3 separate regions of the Zea mays genome follow, and all the other regions are linked to region 2. The links are chromatin contacts, called in public Hi-C and HiChIP or PLAC-seq maps. All regions are on one chromosome and are shown on one strand. The core of a region is the stretch at or near the end of the contact, and the rest is flanking DNA. Distances in the headings are between cores, read along the strand shown.

What was found. Hi-C and Micro-C count contacts between places; a contact is called where the count stands out from the background. HiChIP or PLAC-seq counts read pairs in DNA pulled down with a chosen protein or histone mark.
Region 1: a contact with region 2 is called in a Hi-C map of tassel, with 5 times the contacts expected there. The contact joins the promoter of LOC100194337 here to the promoter of LOC103637883 in region 2. A contact is called at or near these places in 8 of 25 Hi-C or Micro-C datasets (bundle sheath, ear, endosperm and 3 more) and 1 of 3 datasets of contacts at active chromatin or transcription factors (leaf).
Region 3: a contact with region 2 is called in an H3K4me3 HiChIP or PLAC-seq map of leaf, with 5 times the contacts expected there. The contact joins the promoter of LOC100281649 here to the promoter of LOC103637883 in region 2. A contact is called at or near these places in 4 of 25 Hi-C or Micro-C datasets (bundle sheath, ear, leaf and 1 more) and 1 of 3 datasets of contacts at active chromatin or transcription factors (leaf).

The regions. Positions count from the first base shown.
Region 1 is chr9:8,970,610-8,973,694 of Zm-B73-REFERENCE-NAM-5.0, reverse strand. LOC100194337 reads left to right here and starts at 1,821. Exons shown (of 1, transcript NM_001139373.2): 1 at 1,821-2,543. The coding sequence starts at 1,890. The coding sequence ends at 2,228.
Region 2 is chr9:9,207,014-9,209,971 of Zm-B73-REFERENCE-NAM-5.0, reverse strand. It overlaps LOC103637883, which reads right to left and starts at 1,655. Exons shown (of 7, transcript XM_008660903.4): 1 at 1,263-1,655; 2 at 171-228. The coding sequence starts at 1,447.
Region 3 is chr9:9,018,035-9,020,992 of Zm-B73-REFERENCE-NAM-5.0, reverse strand. LOC100281649 reads left to right here and starts at 1,689. Exons shown (of 1, transcript NM_001154568.2): 1 at 1,689-2,428. The coding sequence starts at 1,800. The coding sequence ends at 2,222.

The sequences.
Region 1 (3,085 bases), core at 572-3,071, 240 kb after region 2:
GTCCATCAGAAAATCTTCATCACCTGCCTCCGGCACTCCTCGCCCGTCGTGCGAGCGAGCAGATCTCCTTGTCGGCAATTTGTGTGACATTGTGAGCCGTCCTCGGTGGTTCATCGTTTGGGGAAAGAAACGAACGTCGAACTCACAGGGCCAGATGCGTTAGGAGATAATGCATAAAGGAGGCGGTGGCAAGAGTGTAATTTGGTGAAAGGGGTATCTCGGAGCCGATAGAAACCAGGGTTTGAAGACTCTGGCTCCCAGGCATAAAATAGCTCTAGCGCTTTGACAGCTCTTGACGAGGAGCTGTTTTTTTTTTGGACTATTTGGTACAGCTTCACGATGAGCCAGAGGAGGAGCCATCCTAAGAGTTGTACCAAAGGGGCCCTTAAGGTGTCGTTTGGTTCATGTATTTGTAACGTAATGGATAACTGATAACCTTAAATTAAGTTTGTTTAAGTCCAACCATAATTGGATACCGTACTAAAAATTGATACCGACCTATTCAAACTTATTACAGCTGGTAATCGAGCGTAAATCATTACCGTTATCATTTACATTGCACGGGGCATCGAATGAAATAGAACTCCCTACACAGTGATTGCTTTGTAAGGGGGTGTTTGGTTTCTAGGGACTAATGTTTAGTCCCTATATTTTATTCCATTTTAGTTCCAAAATTACCAAATATAGAAACTAAAATTTTATTTTAGTTTCTATATTTAGCAATTTATATATTAAAAAGGAATAAAATGAAGGGACTAAACATTAGTCCCTAGAAACCAAACACCCCCTAAGTCACCTGGCCGATAGGAGCGGTCCTCCCATTCTGCTCTTCTCCTCCACTCCCCCCTCATCTCTCAAGACGTCAAAGAGGCAATCCTGTATCAACAGTGCATATAGGAATAAGTTTCAATGCTTTTTCTAGTTTCGAAATATAGTCCTTTTGAAGAACCAATCACTGGATTTGCTTGTGCACCCCCCCCCCCCCCCCCCCCCCCCCCTGATTCTTGCACAAAACACCATCAGACATTAGTTATCAACCTAGACGAAAACTGAAAAAAATAGTGAACACCTTCTGTTACTCCGCTGCTTTTATGGCGCGGAACACGCTGAAGACTTAGGTTACTTGAGCCATCTCGTGGTGGAAGCCATGTTCTGACTGAGCGGCGACTCATACACGCAAGCTCACCCCGTCTCTGAAATCTCGCGAGCATGGAAAAATGGGTGAAGAACGCAACCTCGTATTGAAGCCATGAAGGTTGATTGGGAAAATTGGATTCGAGATAAAGAAGGACAGTACAGACACGGATGCGCAGAGACGGATGCGCGGTGGCATTGAGTATTTGAGTCTGAGTCATATCGGGAACGACATCCATGTGTTGGGGAGAGATCCAGCAGCGGTTTTCGTGAGCCGAGTGTACCTGCCGCGCCGCTTTCCGTGACGGCGTGCGTCACCGAGCTTCTCACTGCGACCGCTAATGACCTGCGCCGTCGCTGCGGGCGGGGAGAGATCGAGCAGCGGTTGTGTGCGCGCGGGGAGACGCGGGAGACCAAAGCAATTTTCCCGCGCCGCCGGACTGCTTCTATGTGCGCTGTATGGGGAGCAGCGGTGTGGGAACTGAGGCGAGTGGGCTTGTGTTTGGGCCATAGACAATGGGCCAGACGAAAGAATAAAACCCAGAATCGCGCGTGGCTTGCTCTACCTCGAACTCGAAAGATGCTGCACTTACATGTGGGCCGTGCTGGTACTGTAGTCGGCTAGTCGCCGCTCGCCGCGTTACTTGACGCCTTCTGGTCGAACGGGAAGAAGAGTAGCGCGTCCCCAAACCCAGATCCACCCCCCCCCCCCCCCCCCCCCCCGGACTGAGTCCAGTCCAACCTCGCAGGCAAAGATGGCGGACGTCACCCGCAACGGCTTCGGGGGCCGGAACCCGCCGGGGCTGCTGCAGAACGCGGCCAAGAACAAGCATGCGTTCGTGCAGCTGTTCCTCATGACGGGCGTCCTCTTGGTGAGCCTGCGGACCTTGGGCCAGAAGCACCTCCTCCACGACCTCGCCGCCGACAACGCCGACCTCCGCCGCCAGCGCGACGGCCTCTCCCACCGCATGCGGGACCTCCAGGACGCGCTCCGCACGGAGGCGGGCGCCGACTCGTCCGGCGCTCTCGCGTCCCACCTCCGCCGCATCTTCACCGCCCACCCTGCGCCTGCCGCCGCCGCCGAGGACCAGTAGCGTGCTCTCTCGAGGAATCTTCTTCTCCGCGGTTTGGTTCTACGGTCCTGTGGTCGCATGTCTAGCGGTGAGGTAGTGACCTCTTCCGTTGTCGCTGCCTCACGGTCCATGGCAGCGCACGCTACGTGTTTGTGGAAATGTCGCACTGCAGAGAGTTGACTGAAAGTGTTTCTGCGTCGTCTCGAGACGCATTTGTTGAGACTTCAAACTTCGTGTCGCAGACTTTAAATTTCGTGTTTCGGACTTAAAACTTTAAACATCGTGTTTCAGACTTTAAACTTAATGTTTCAGATTGATCAATGGTCCTTTTACTTCTGTCCTGCTTTGTTAACTCGCGTTTGCGTTCTTCATGTACTGGCTTCAAATTGCAGCAGTTGCACTTGGCTATTCTGTGGCGATTCTATGGATAGCTAGCCGAACGACTCGTGCAATTTGCACTCTAAAATGCAATAGAATTGTGCTAACTATGGCTGAGTTCAGGAAGGGGCACCCGAAATTTCCGTAAACATATTAGATGTCCAAGACATGACTGAATTAGTCTAATCTTAAATTTATCATAACAATTAAATTATATAAGATAGTCCACTTTGCCCCCTGTGACTAAATATTATCTATTTTGTCATAAAAGTTTTGCATCTTAAATTGCATTCATGTTCTGATAATTAGTAATGTAAGAATAGGATCGATACTCTTCACTAGTTTTATTGGAGCACTGGCGAAGGATGTGCCTCATATCTGATTCGTACAAGCATTAAGTGCTTTTTACGAGTTGATTCTTTGTCACTCCAATCACTTACATATTGAGTTAGGCCACCTATAATTTTATTTCCACTAGATCATCACCAAACTCCTGATGT
Region 2 (2,958 bases), core at 406-2,905:
GCATTACACAATGGTGTGAATACAGGGAAAGGCCTAATAAAGTACTGTTACTGGCTAAATAAACAAGAAGCATGCAGTTTTAATTTCCCCACCCTTTAACAGAATTTCTGTCCACTTAATATATTGTGTGATATTTGTAAGCACAATAATAAGGGAGAAAAAATACTTACCTTAACCAGCTCACTAATAACACCAGTTGCCAGAGATGTTGCTTTCTCAGAGAGATATCTGGAAGAGGATAGGAATTAGTACAGTACCATGATCAGATTTATAAAGGGGCCCAATCATGCAAGCAACCATATTGAAACACTGCACTTTAGAACACCTGTACCATATTCGAAGTAAGGTTCAACAGGTGCCATTTCTAAATATGTAAAAAACCCTATGCATTGCATTATTGCTTAAAGGTCCATGGGAAAAGTTTCCCGCTCCACCTGTGAATTAAATGCTGCCGATAAAACCCTTCTAGCTTGAGCACTAATATGATGATAATCAGCACGCTGGTGCTATTCAATCAGAATTGTTCTATTGCGTTCAAATTGGTTACAAAAATAATTATAAAGCTTCCAGCATTCAGCTGCACGTTATTGAAGCACCAAAAATGTTTGGATAGACCCAGCTACATATTGAACCCATGCATATATGATTTTAGCCTCTGTCAACACATAAAAGCAAAAGAAGTGAAAAAGGGATAAGGACATGTTGGATCAATGATAGGAACTTATGGCTGAAGATCAACAGGAGTTATAACATTACAACACATTCTCTATGCTTTGTAAAGTATTTGAAAATTAGTCAAACCTTGAAATGCAATGATTTAATCCTAATTACCACAATCAAAACATCTTTGTCATCCTGTAATCAGTAACTTAACTAAGACGACCATGACTAAAAGCCAAACAGAAGGGATTGCTAAAATGACATCAATACAGAGCAAACAGTAAAAACTGCACAAATATATCAACCTTAAGACTAGGGATATTAACACCCAGTGATTAATCTAAAGGGAGTTGCCAAACTTTAACACAACTCAGCTAAGTACCATGCCGAACCAATCTGCTTGCCGCAAAAATAAAATAAGTGGCCAAACCTAAATCTTCCTGCCTCGCGATTTCTGCAGGCACAAACTAGTAAGCAATCTCTGAAATTAAACCCAGGCATAGGTATATCCGCAGAGGCAGGTCAGGATACAAGTAGAAGCTATAGAGCTACATCCGCGCGCCTCCATAAGTCCAAATGAGTAACGGCAAGGCGGCACTCACAGCGCGACGAGGTCGGGGTGGCAGACGAGGCAGCGCCACCCGAGCGAGGAGTACAGCTCAACGAACGGCCGCAGCTGCGCCTCGTCGCTCCACACCCACGCGAACAAGACCGCGACACCCCTCGCTTGCCCCGGCGGCGCCGATTCCGGCGCCCAGTAGAACCGCCCACCGCAGCCGGGCCACATGGCCTCGGCCCCTGCTCTACTACTTCCGTCGAGGAGACCGAGGAGAGGGGGATCGGAGCAAGGGTTTGCGCGGTTTCACTTGGTTGTTCTGGTTGAGAGAAGGAGGTGAGGGGTGGAGGAGACGGCGACGGCCAGACGGGAACGCGTTTGGTTTGTTGCGGATTTTGTTTTCTTTTTCGAGGATTACTCGAGCGCCCATTTTTCTGTGGTTTCGGAGTTTGCTTGTACGCCGTGCCGCGGTGTAAAGAGTGCCCGGTTTGTTTGTATTTTTTCTACGGACTACCAAACACTCTAATTTTCCATCCGACTGGTATAAAAATCGTTACAGTAAAAACCATATAAAATCAGCATAAATACAAAATCGGTCGAGTCATCACAAGTTCACTGGTAGGCAGCGTAAAAAAGGGACGTGTAATTATAGATAATATTATTTGATACTGTTTGTATAGTGAAGTTTAAAATAAGGAATGAGATATGAGATGAAATAGATGACTTATTGTAGATAGCCTAACTGGGATGTTCGGTTCATGTCTAAAGTTTTCATGTCACATCAAATATTTAAATATTAATTACAAGTATTAATATAAGTTTAATTTGATTTAATAAATGTGTTTCGTCTTTTAATCTTCATTAGTTTTATAATTATAGGGTTTAGGGTTTAGTAACTATATTTAATACCTAATGTTTTCATTCAACTATTTGATATGACAGGGACTCAACTTTAATTGGATGGAACCAAACACTTTCTAGCTTTGTTTGGATACACTAATATTGACCTCAATCCACATGTGTTGAGATGGATAGGGTGTAATTTTGGGTACTCTAATATTGATCTTAATCCACATGTGTTGAGACGGATTATATCCCAATCCACCTCAACATATGTGGATTGAAGTCAATACTAGAGTACTCAAACTAAACCCTAAAAGCTTGTTCGGTTTGAAGTGATCCATCTCTAACTGAACAAGCTCTAAAATAGTTAAAACATATTTATGGTATAAGATTGTTCGCATCAGTTCTTTCTAAATTTTCTCCTCTATATCCCTACTTTTATGCCAGCCACGTCGTCAAAATTCCACGTCTATTTTTTATGTCACACAACGGTTCCCTCTAAATATTCCCTTTATATCTCACTAAAACCATAAAATACCATCTTATATCCATACTTTTGAATCATTATCATTTTTTCTCTATCTAATAAATATTGACGTGCAGGTAAAACCATGCAAGGGGACCTTTACCGTCTAGCGCTGCGGCTGTAGCGCCGCCCTGTACGCGCTAAACAAAGGGAAGGGAGAGCTCGTGGGCCTAGGGCTCGATATCGAACTAGCTCGTTAACGAATTAGCTTGATTCGACTCGTTAAGTTAATGAGATATAGAATTAGCTCGGCTCGGCTCGGTTCGGTTACCTCGAGCTAGCTCGTTTAGCTCGTGAGCCAGAACACGAAAAAATAATATATATATATAATCAATTTCTCGTTAATTTTAAACTAGTTTAACAATAGAAAATA
Region 3 (2,958 bases), core at 440-2,939, 190 kb after region 2:
TAGGGTGGACGAACCAAACATTCTCCTTTTCTATGCGTGTGCATGGACATTAGCAAATCTATACCACTGTATAATCCACCAATTTAAATTTTACAAAACGCATCTACCAAATCACCCCACACTCATAACCTCTCCTAGATCCACCAAACAAATTGCACTCACACAAAACACACCTTCAAAACCAACGGTTCAGATCGGCCCTTGCCCTTCGTCGCTCAAATCCGATGACCAATATTATTTGGATCATCCTCCCTCTCTCATCACTCACTCCGCCGCCTCCCCTCCCTCTGTAAGCCCGACGCCCTGTCCCCATCACTCGCCGCATTTGTACCCGCCCATGGACTCCCTCTCGGTGTTGGTCTCGGCAGAATAATGCACCCCGCAAGGGCACGCCACGGTGTCGGCGTCTGACCCGACGCCGCTCATCTCCGCGTAGCACGGGCACCTGGACCTAGGGGTGGTAATGAATCATGATCTAAATAGTCTTTTACAAAATTTAGGGCCCTGAATAAATTTTAATTTAAAAATAAATAGAAATAGAGATTAATCCTAACCTAATCAGATCATTAGATCTTATAGCGTAAAATTGAGATCTCATTATCATAGCTGACCACTTCTTCGACTGCCTGGACATGTCGCAGTCGGCGGCGTTCGTGCTCGACGCGCCGGGCATTGTCTTCTTCATGGGCGTCGGCAAGTGGGGAATCGTGGCAAGGAAGACCGCGCAGCGTTGCTGGGCTTCGCGCGCGTCGGCTTCTTCGCCCCCGTCGACGTGCTCTTCCCCGGGGATGTGCTCTTGCTCCTCTCCAAGTTCCGTGCCCCTCCTGCCGTAGCACGGGTAATTAGGCTAGTCACTAGTAAACAATAGAGGTCACATCTCCTTTTACGAAAGCTGTCAATGATTGGGCCTAATAATCAGGACTCCGGTCGGAGGTTCTGGGTCCACGCATCCACTAGTCTTGGCTGCCTATAGTAGCACTCCTCCCGTTCCGTGCACTACTGTTTGGATTATTGTCAGCCAGACATGCATCCGCAATTCCGCATCCTTACGTTATCCTTGAGTACCACAACTCAAATCACACAGTGCTCCCTCCCGTCTGCCGATAAAAAATATGGAATACTGATGATTCGTCGTTGAATATTCTACACGAAGTGTACAAAAAAATTTATTGAAACCTATGATGCATACATAACGAATATAATTAGTTATGCAAACGACATCTATTTTTGAGAAAGAGTAGGTATATATATATATACCAAATTATCCAAATAAGTATATCTAGAAATTTGTATTTGTCTGTTACTCCGACCCGCACCGCCTGCGACAATATCTCAGATATTTATTTGGCTCATCTCCTGAAAACGAGCTCTTGTTTTGGTCGCATCGAGTTCACCCTTTTCTACGACAAGCGGCGCAACACGGACCTGGCGTCGAATATCTACCGTGTTCTACACCAACTTTCCAAGCACAAAACTAGACGCGTAATACCGTGCAAACGCTTGCGCACCGAACGAGAGCAAAATATCCCATGCAAATGCAAGCCACGTACGCTTTGCCCTTCCACAGCGAGCGAGTGGCCAGCGCAGCCGATAAGAAACGAGTGCACGGAAACGCCCCGCCCGTCGACGAACCAAGCTATATATCAACCTCGTCCTCCCCAGCGCAAGACGCCAACCGCGAAGCACTACACTACACTACACCACACCCACCCGACGACGATCACACACGCAGAAGATCGAGTTCGTTCGATCGTGACCGTGACGCAGGAAGCTATAAGCTAGCCAAGACAGGAATAATAATGGCGGCGTCGACGGTGGCGAGCCTCTCTGTCCCGGTGACGACGACGACCTTCGCGGCGGCGGGCGGCGGCGACGTGCTGATCGTCGTCCCGAGGAGGGCGGGCGCCAAGCGCGTCGTCTGGTTCCCCGCGGCGGCGCGCCGCGGCGGCGGGCGGTTGGTCGCCGTGCGGTCCAGCGGGCCGGCCACGCCGCCGGAGATCTCCGACAAGGTGTCGGAGAGCATCAAGCAGGCGGAGGAGACGTGCGCGGACGACCAGAAGGGCGACGCCGAGTGCGCGGCGGCGTGGGACGAGGTGGAGGAGCTCAGCGCCACGGCCAGCCACGCCCGCGACAGCCTCAAGGAGACCAACGCCAACGACCCGCTCGAGAAGTACTGCAAGGACAACCCGGACTCCGAGGAGTGCCGCATCTACGACAACTAGCTAGTCGTATAGCTATATAGGCCATCGACATGAAGGACGAAGGTTGTAGCACACTACGAAAGAATGATACTCTCGATCGGCGCGTCATACGTGGAATGAACTTGTTTGTATCAAGCTATCTATACCTCAATGCTTCTCTACCTGCCGCCGCCGCACCCCGTATGATATGTGATACACAGCTGGGATGGTATACTGATATTTTGGGTTAATTTCATGTGCCAAGCGTGTTTAAAGTCTGGGATGATGGACTGACGGATACTTTGCATTTCGCAAGGAATCCGACACCGTCGAGTAATCTCAAGCCAGTTTGCCGCCAGCTGACATTTTCTTTGGACAATGCACAGTGCGCACATGAACATATGTTTCTGCAAACTCCGTTCCTCTATTCAACAAATCATGTACAGAAAATAAAAAAAAACAAAGACTGTAGTTAGGTTTACAGTTTTGAGATTTACCAGAAGTAGAGGATATTACAGCAATAATGGCTGACTATCTAGGACTAGGAGGGATGAGGGCGTAGGTAGGTCAGTAGGTGGTCCTTTTGAACCTAAGCATGACTAGAAGCCAACACATGGACAATTACAGAGGTCCATGTCGCAGTATGCATAATGCCCTACGTTGTCTTACTACTCATCGATTAATGAACACAAAGGTGAAAAATATTACGAGCTCAAACACAACTGAGCACCAAGACCTCATCACTCTATCTCACCTCCTAGTTCCGATGGTACTTCTA